Regions from separate parts of the Mus musculus genome. Here region 1 is linked to region 2. A link is a contact called in public Hi-C data. All regions are on one chromosome and are shown on one strand. The core of a region is the stretch at or near the end of the contact, and the rest is flanking DNA. Distances in the headings are between cores, read along the strand shown.

Region 1 (4,378 bases), core at 427-2,926, 380 kb after region 2:
GCTAGCACATAGGTAAATCCTGAAACCAGGACACTAAGTGAATGGAGCCAGACACAGAAGGCCACGCCTTATGACTCCTGTTCATATGAAGCATACAGAGTGTAGACATTCACCAGGACACATCCATCAGTCAGTGAGTGCCAGGACATCAAAGGAAAGGGAAAACTGGCTGCTTAGGGGTGCAAGTGTTAGTTTGATTTGGCTTTACAGTGATGAGAATGTTTTAGAACTGGGTAATTGTAAAAACATACATATTTTGACCGTGGTTAAAGTCATGGAAATGTATGCTCCAAGGCTGTTGACATGGTAAAATTTGATGTCAGTGTTATCTCAAAAAAAAAAAAAAAAAAGTAAGTTAAAATAGAATTAGCCATCTAAAAAATAAGTCATAGAAAACTTAAAATGCATAAAAGAGACAAAACCATAGGAAACACTACAGTGACTATAAAGACAGAGAAAGCCTCACACATGCTCAGCTTAGCAAGCTTCAGGCATGTACTAATGGATAAGTAGCATTTTTCTGTTTTTTTTTTTTTATGTCTGTGGTATTTTTCTATAGAAAATACATAATTCACTTAACTTTTCTTGACAGCATATCTCTTCTCTCCAACTTTTAAACAATGCACCATGAACACTATATATTGTGTATTTATGCAGGCTCTGCTCTGGCAAAGAGAGAGTGTACTCATTTAGAATTTTAACAGGTCTATCAGAATGCTCTGTGAGATAGACTGCCCATTAACATTATACCAGGATCTAGAAGCTTCTATTTTTCCATACTTAAAACAATGAAGAATACCAGTATATCTTTAAAAGTTTTCTCTAATTTGATAATAAAAAATTAAAACTATGTATAATTTTAATTTATATTCTGTTGGTCACTAATGATGCTTCCTGGGTACTGATAGGTGGGATGGAACAGATCCTGTAAGAGAAAGGTGAGGCAGCAAAGCCAACATCAAGAAAACAAAAGATGACAACTTCAAATGCCAACACATTCAATGGCACTTGAGTAAGAGGATTCACTGTGTACCAGACCCTGTGCTGGGGAATGGCCCAAAGGCATCTTTGGGAGAAGGGAAAGAGAGTAGCCCGGGCATAGTTAACACATGGCCGGCCGGGGACATTGCTCTGAGACTCAGAGTGGAGTTTTAGAGCCCAGAGGAAGGGGCCTTAAACCCACACATGGCTAATGCCAAGTCCTCCTGGGTCAACCCAAACTGACGAAGGCCAAGAAATGTGCAGGAGTGAACTGGACAAAGCTATCTTTCAGGAGTGAGCATCCCAGGCAGAAGGCTGACGTCTGCCTTCTGCTAACTGCTGCTTCTGTAGCAGCTAGATCTCAGGTGAGCAAGGGGGGAGTTGGGAATCAGAGACCAGTTGTGGAGGGCCACAGCCAAAGACAGATCATACTATGAGGAAGGAGACCTGGTCTTGTGTGTATAATGGCATCGTTAGGTAAGAAGGGAAATGGCAGAATTCAGAATATACATCTCACAAGCACACCCACACAGTCCTCCCTGTAAGTGCATAATTTTTCCCGTTCTTGCTTATAAAAGAAACGAAACTATAAAATTGTTTTCTGTTTGATTCATGCTCCGTTTCACTGTAGTAAGAAGATCTTAAGCAACACTGATGAAAAGGAACTAAAACCTTTGCAAAAGCTTCTCTCGCATGCTGGCCATGGTAATCCACTGACTCCTATCTGCTGGGTGAGTTCGATGAACAAACAACCCTCTTCCCTGAGTTGATGCCTATTCAACCCAAACCGGCAAGGTGTTTCTTAACTGGAACCTGTCCTGCTGGGATGCCTCTCTAAGCAGGAAAGCACTTCTGTGAATGGTCTGCATCCTAGTAGCTCCTCGATGGGGTCAGGCAGGGAAAGGGTGGGAACTGAGACTTCCAGGGCTTGGGAGAAGCAGTTTCTCTTCCAGTCTATGCAAGCTTTCCTCCCCTTTTTATTCAAATCTGAGTACCAGTCCCTACAGGTTGAGAAGTAACTGTGGAGAACTTTCCACTGAGTCGCTTTTCTGTGGGAGAGGGGACGATCTGTCCCAAGCCTCTGAGGGTAGATGCAGCATAGGCACTGGGCAATGTGGATGCTGACCCAAGGGAATCCCTCCTCCCCCTACGCCCATTTCAGGGGCTTATGTTTCTTAGTTTCTCATCATGCAACATGAACAGCAATACTTCTTGCTCCTCAACAACTTAATCATCTGTCAGACATATTTCTCCAGCACCCCAGGCCTCGGCCAGAGGGACTTATTAACCAAACATTTTTCCGTCTGGAATCTCTCCTTGTTAACAGTGTCCGACAGATGATCAATAAGCCAGACTGTTTTGAATGCCACTCTGAACGTTCCCAGGAAAGAGCAACTGTATGGTGAGAGTGGCTAATGAACCCCTCAATGGGACATTTGCCACCCAGCCTGGGCTTCTGCTCGGCAGACTGGTGCTGCCCCTCATCATGCATAAAGGGGTTTGTGGGGGCATTTGTCTAAGTCTTGTTTGCAGCTGTCCCTCTTGCAGCTGTCCCTTTTGCACTACATGTTTTCCTTCTCGTCTGTGGGGACCTAATTACTGTGCCTAGATGGCTTCTCTAATCCATGGTGCCTGCTGTAGCTGATATCATTCAGGAACAGAGGTACAGCAGCTGCAGACAGATGTATCTCCCTTTGCCCACTGACTGTGAACCTGAAAGAGTCACAGTCTCAACCTTCCTTTAGGTTTAAAATATGGGTTTGGAGACACTGTTTCCCAACTTACAGAGAGTAATTTATTGATAGCGTACAAGACCTACCTTCATCCTCATCTGTGCAGGACCAGAGGTAGGGAAGCCACACTCTCTGACTTAATCTGAATATTTGTCGTCATTTCTCAGATAAGTAAAGTGAGGATTAGAAAATAAATTTCATTTGCTTTAAATAACTCAGCTGATAGATGCTAAAGCTGAACCACTCCACACTTGTCTAAGGTCAGACTCCTGCTTTATGCTACTGGAACCTGCTTCAAACATACATACGTACATACATACACACATACATATGTACAAACACATATATACAAACATACACACATATATAAACACATATAAATACACACACATATATACACATACATACATATAGACAAATATACATATACACATGCCTATATATACATACACATATACACACAAACATACACACATACACACACACATATCACTGACCAGGTATTAGAGGAACACCTACAGAAGCTACTGGGTAGGAAATTCAAAGAGCTGAACTTCCACAAGATCTACATTCAGACAAGTATTTGGCTCTGAGGTGGATTTTCTAAGTTTCTGCTGTGTCCATGAGCCAGGTAGCTGGCCTCACAGTAATTTAGAGTGTTCCTATATCATAAGTCCCTGCCCAGCATGCCTGTGGTCCTTACCATCTCCACCCTTGCTTGGGTTGGGGTTTTCTGGAGTGTTCAGAGGCCGGAGGGGAATGATGACGTCATCCACATTGACCCCTTCTTCCCCATGCTTCTCAGAAACGTGGGTCACGAGTTCTGACTGATTTGGTGAGAAAAGATTACAGCATTTACACATGAAGATGGCTGTGTTTTCTGTAAGAAAAAAATTACAGGGAGTATTGTTACTTCTCTGACACATAAACAATGATTACTACAAAGAACAGAGAAAGAGAGAGATGGGGGGCGGGGGCTATTTTATTGTCCACTTCCTGCAGACTGTTCCCTTTGCAGATACCTCAGGTGGGCATAATGACAATATTCTTTTTTCCGTATTTCAAAACTTTCTGCTGCAGAGACCCACCCAGCAGGCCAAACTCCAGAAAAGCACAGTCAATGGAAACATAACTGTGGTTTAACATGGAAGTTAACCTCAAGCCAAATCCTGCTCTCAGATGAAGGGAGAGGCACACTGCGGGTCACATGGAATTCTAGCCAAACTCTCTCAGACCAGGTGCAAGGAAGCTCGGCCAAGGCAATGCTTCCCGAAAACTAAGACCCTTACAACAACTGAACTGAATGGCTGGCTCCTGCACCCAATGGGGCACAAAAGCTAGGAATGCACTGCTTTTATTTATTTATTTATTTATTTATTTATTTATTTATTCATTTATTCATTTATTCATTTATTTATTTTTTTATTAACTTTATATCCTGATCACAGCCCTCTTCTTCCTCTCCTCCTAGTCTCACCTTCCCACCCCTCTTCCCCAATTGCTCCCTCCCTAGGTACCAATCTACCCTGGCACATTAAATGCATCCTCTTCCACTGAGGTCAGACAAGGCAGCCCAGCAGGAGGAGAGGGATCCAAAGGCAGGCAAGCATCTGAGTCAAGGACAGCCCCTACTCCAACTGGTAGGGGACCCACATGAAAACCAA
Region 2 (4,488 bases), core at 529-3,028:
TGATTTACCACATGAAAAATGAGGAGAGGGGGCTCAAACTAGGTAAAGAAATCTAATTAATAGATGTCATTACTATGATGGTAATAATCTTAACTATCAGCATAAAGCAACCATACACCACAGTGTTTAATTATTAAGTAAGCACATTTGGAAAATAATAGAAGTTAAATCTCCAGACACAAGTCGGAAGTGTCAGAGACAAACCAGCTTACAAGGGGAACGAAGCAGAAATTTTAAAACTGAAAAATTTGAAAATAATTAAGGAAAGGTCTCTAAGCAAAAAGGTGGTAATAAAAGAAGGGTTTTGGAAGATCACAAAGAAGGAAAAAAAAGTAGTAGCCTCTAGAAAGATAAAGCATCGAGGAATTACAGTGAGCTTCCTTTCTGTTCTTTACTTTTCTAAATTTGATTTAATTAAGCCAAACTTAGACTACTATACAGCATATGTGGAAGAAAAATCTAAAACAATTGCAATTGAAGGAGGGCAGATAAAGTGAGTTAACTGTGTATACTAGTAGATTTGGAAAAATTATGTATATGCAGTATAATATCTAGTATACACATGAATTAGAGATCCAAAAATATTATACATAAATCTTTCCTGCAGTATGATATGGTATGACTGTAAAGGGGTAACCAACTACTTACTGATTAAAATCATGATCTAATTCACAGGAGGGATTCCATGCCTTTTACTGTAAACCTAGTCAAACCCCCATGATATGAGGAGGTTGTAGGCCCTAGGATGGGGATACTATTTTTATTTGGTAAACTGTATCTTTGTCAAACTGCTTTCTAAATATTTATGGTATATCTTGGTCAGAGAAGCTTCTTTTTAGATTTTACAGACACCCACAGGATAATGAGAGAGAGAATGGTATAAAGAAGTCCGCACACACCAAAACTACAAAGCAATGAAGCTCACCCAATACGATGAAGAAAATAATAATAATCCTTACCAAAATTTAATTTGGGTTCACCAACCCAAGAGCCAAGGTCATAAAGGACAGCACAATGGGCACCTGCATTGAACAAATCCTTGTGAGCCTCTATGTGATGTTACAAATAGAATACTGGAGCAAAGTGAATACAATGTCTAAGGCCATATTTCAGCTTTCATGGTCTTCTACATACAGTCTAGTGGGAACCTGGCATGACTAAATGTAAGCACTAAATCAGAGAAATCCTGGAGGATACCTTGTGGAAAAAAGGGAACTAGCCCTACCTTAATTTGAGTCTTCTTTCTCCCTTATTTTCCAAGGCATATTGTGTATCATTTTATACCTTCAATTTTAACAAATTGAGAAATAGGCATCAATTGTATTAACTATGAGGAAATTTGACACCTTGAGCATCTGAAATGGCATCATGGAAGAGAAACATCAGCTGTTTATCACACTCCAACTGATAAATTCACCATGCACCCCCTCACCAGAGATTCTCTATGCATAGAACAAGAATTAGATTTGTGAGAGTAGATTTTGAACTGGGTAGATGTTTTTCTGCAGAGATAATCACTACAAACATTCTCTGTGAAAGTCATTTTCCACTTTATTTCCTGCGCCTTGCTTGGCCAAAAAAACAAATCTCACCAAAGAACCCTCTGTAGTGGCATCTGTGTGCAATCTGCTGCTGACTCTTTTTTGGTGTCAGCAGCCCACTCAGAATTCATGGGCTCCTCGCAGAGTCACAGGGGAATTCTGCAATAACTGGCATCTCAGGCACATTCCTTTCCAGCTCAACTGTAAACTCAAACCTTTTCTTAAGCAAGCAACTTGCCAAGCTCTCTTATTTCCTCTAGCAGGACCCAGCGTAAGTCCCAGCTCTGATGAGCAGTGTAGTCATGAGCAAGTTTCCTCAACTCACTGAGCACAGATTTTTTTTTTATACATATCATAAGAATGCCTCAGAGTTTGTGGAAATTTCAAAGATAGAGCACTGTCAAAACACCAAGCAGCAGTAGGTGCTCAACAAATGTCTTCAAGAAAATGAACCAAGATGCTTCATTCCATATAATGAGCCATCTCAATGCTCATAAAGCAATCACCATCCCTACGTGTTCACAACTTTGTACATTGGGATTTCTGGTAGACCTCATAGAAATAGTTCATCTTTTCTCTGTCACAACAGAGCATGGACTGGAGAGACTCAAATATGCAGGTGACTAAAGAGATGATCATGGGTCTTGAGTCCAGGTCCTCATTGTATCCTTCAGCTGGGCTTTTTTGATTCTTTTCTGCATTGTTTTTGGAAGGCCTGATATTTACTATTTACTCACATGTCGGGAGTCATGAGTAGAATGAGTAGAATATCTCAGAGAAGCCAGGACATCTGCCTTTCTTCACCCAGTTTCTAGGCTTTTTCACAGCATGTTCTCCATGGTCAGGCTTCTGATACCATGCTTCGTTTTCAACAGAGTAGCTCTTTCCAAAAGGCCTGGCTGTAAGTTGCCAGACTTCTTTTGGTTTGGCCTCAGAATCTCATAAATAGCTCTTGGCCATGCACGTTACCAGGACCAGCAAAGTTGAAGTAAAGAAAGTTGATGCCACTCATGACTCAGCAAAGCATCCATCTGTCATCTTTCCATACTTTCTTCATTCCAGTATCAATATGCTTTCAGGTTAGGTCTTCCTGGCCAAACTGTTTTCTGAGTAGCTTTATCCTTTGGCCTTTATTCTAAATTCTTAAATTAATTGCAAATTTTACATGACACGTTACTCTGAGGTTTTTGCTATGTAATATTATGATATTTTCGTCATGCTATGTTTGGTTTGGTTTATTTTGGTTCAATTAAGTTACATTTGGATTGAGATAGCTTCTCCCTCTATAGCTCAGACTGACCTGGAACTCATGATGTTGCCCAGGCTTAACTAAAACACTGAAATCTTGTCTCAGCCACCCAAGTACTAAGATGACAAACAAAAACCACCACCCAGGATTCTGGCTCTTCCTTATATCATTGGCATAAACGGCATAACCATAAAGTATCAACTTGTAGGGATAATCTTTTGGGCACTGTGTAAAAACATCACCTGTCAATACAAAGTGGATGGCCTATTAGCAAAAGGCAAAAAGTGGAAAGTTGGAGTTCCAGTAGATATAGGATCCTGGAAAGGAATCAGGGATGGAAAGATTTACCATCCGGAGTTGAAGGAAGTTGGACATATGAAACTGAGGAAGAGTAACCAGCCATGTAGCAGACATAGAATAGTATAAACAGCTTTAATGAATTACAAGCTAATGAGCTAGTCAGGGAACAAGCCTAGCTTAAATCTTAAAGCCACAATTAATAAATAATAAGCCTTGAGTCATTATTTGGGATCTGCAATGTAGGTAGAAAAGCATATCAACTGGCAATAAAATGAAGCACAGCAGAAATGCTGGCTCAGCAAAGACAGTTTGCTCCCCAGGAAAGCTAGGACCCTGGATCAGTATAGAAGTAACAAAGAGGTTATGTCTCCCAACACAGGCCCAAACAATCAACTTCCATCAGAGCCTGGATAAGGGTACTAATTGACTAATCCCTGAATGTTCCTAATGTCTATCATTTGTGCCTCTTCCCTCATTCCTGGGCCCTTGAGTACCACAGTAAAATCTGGCTTCCTTCATGAACAGGTCCCAAGGTCTCTTCAGGAAACACTTGCCTAGATTTATTATGTCCCTTCCACACTCCTTTTATTTTCCCCCCAAACATTAATTAGTAAAATGATAATTACTGAGTTCCAACTATAACGTAAACTCAGTTTTAGGCACTAAGGTATCAATCAATGATATATGAAATCTTTGCCCTTGTAAAATGCTAACTCTAATGAAATGATACTAGGCAGCATAATAATGAGATTCTTGGGAAAACAATGGAAGGTCAGCCAAGATTAGTCATAATGTAGGTGTACCAACCCAAAGTCTGAGGAAAGACTTTTTAAAAATATACGGGAACTAAAGGACTGGGAGATGCATCAGCAGTAAAAGTGCTTGACACGCAAGCATGAGGACTGGAGTTCTGACCTCCAGAACCCACTGCTTGCTGCCTCTAATCCTCGGGTTCAAGACATGGAGACAGAGGCTCCCCATGGCAAACTGGCCAGACTACATACAGTGGCTGAAATCATGGGCTCTGAGTTCAGCTACAAGCAAACAAAGAAACAAGCAAGCAAACAAAACAAAACTGTTTCAATATATAAAGTGAACATAAATAAAATCAACATCATCATTTGGCCTCCACACACATACTCACATATATGTGCATACATATGCACCAACATATACACACATACATGCATTCTCCGCACATAGACACAATTGAAAAATCTACATTTTTATTATTTCCCCGGTGTTTCTAAGCTCTTGATCCACATTTCAAATAAGAAAAGGAAGGAGCTAGGTGAGAGAGAAAAAGAGGGATAAAGAATAGAAGAAGAATGAAGTAAAGGAGGGGAAAAGGAGAGAAGACAGGAAAAAGGAAATGGCCATTAAGCATGAGAGTCAATA

What was found. A called contact is a pair of places that touch in the nucleus more often than the background predicts.
Region 1: a Hi-C map of muscle stem cells shows a contact between it and region 2, with 1.8 times the contacts expected there.

The regions. Positions count from the first base shown.
Region 1 is chr15:68,221,350-68,225,727 of GRCm38.p6, forward strand. It overlaps Zfat (zinc finger and AT hook domain containing), which reads right to left. Exons shown (of 16, transcript NM_001145888.1): 2 at 3,418-3,594. Among named protein-coding and RNA genes, the nearest start is that of Zfat, 35 kb to the right of the region's middle.
Region 2 is chr15:67,839,208-67,843,695 of GRCm38.p6, forward strand. No RefSeq gene overlaps it. Among named protein-coding and RNA genes, the nearest start is that of Zfat, 420 kb to the right of the region's middle.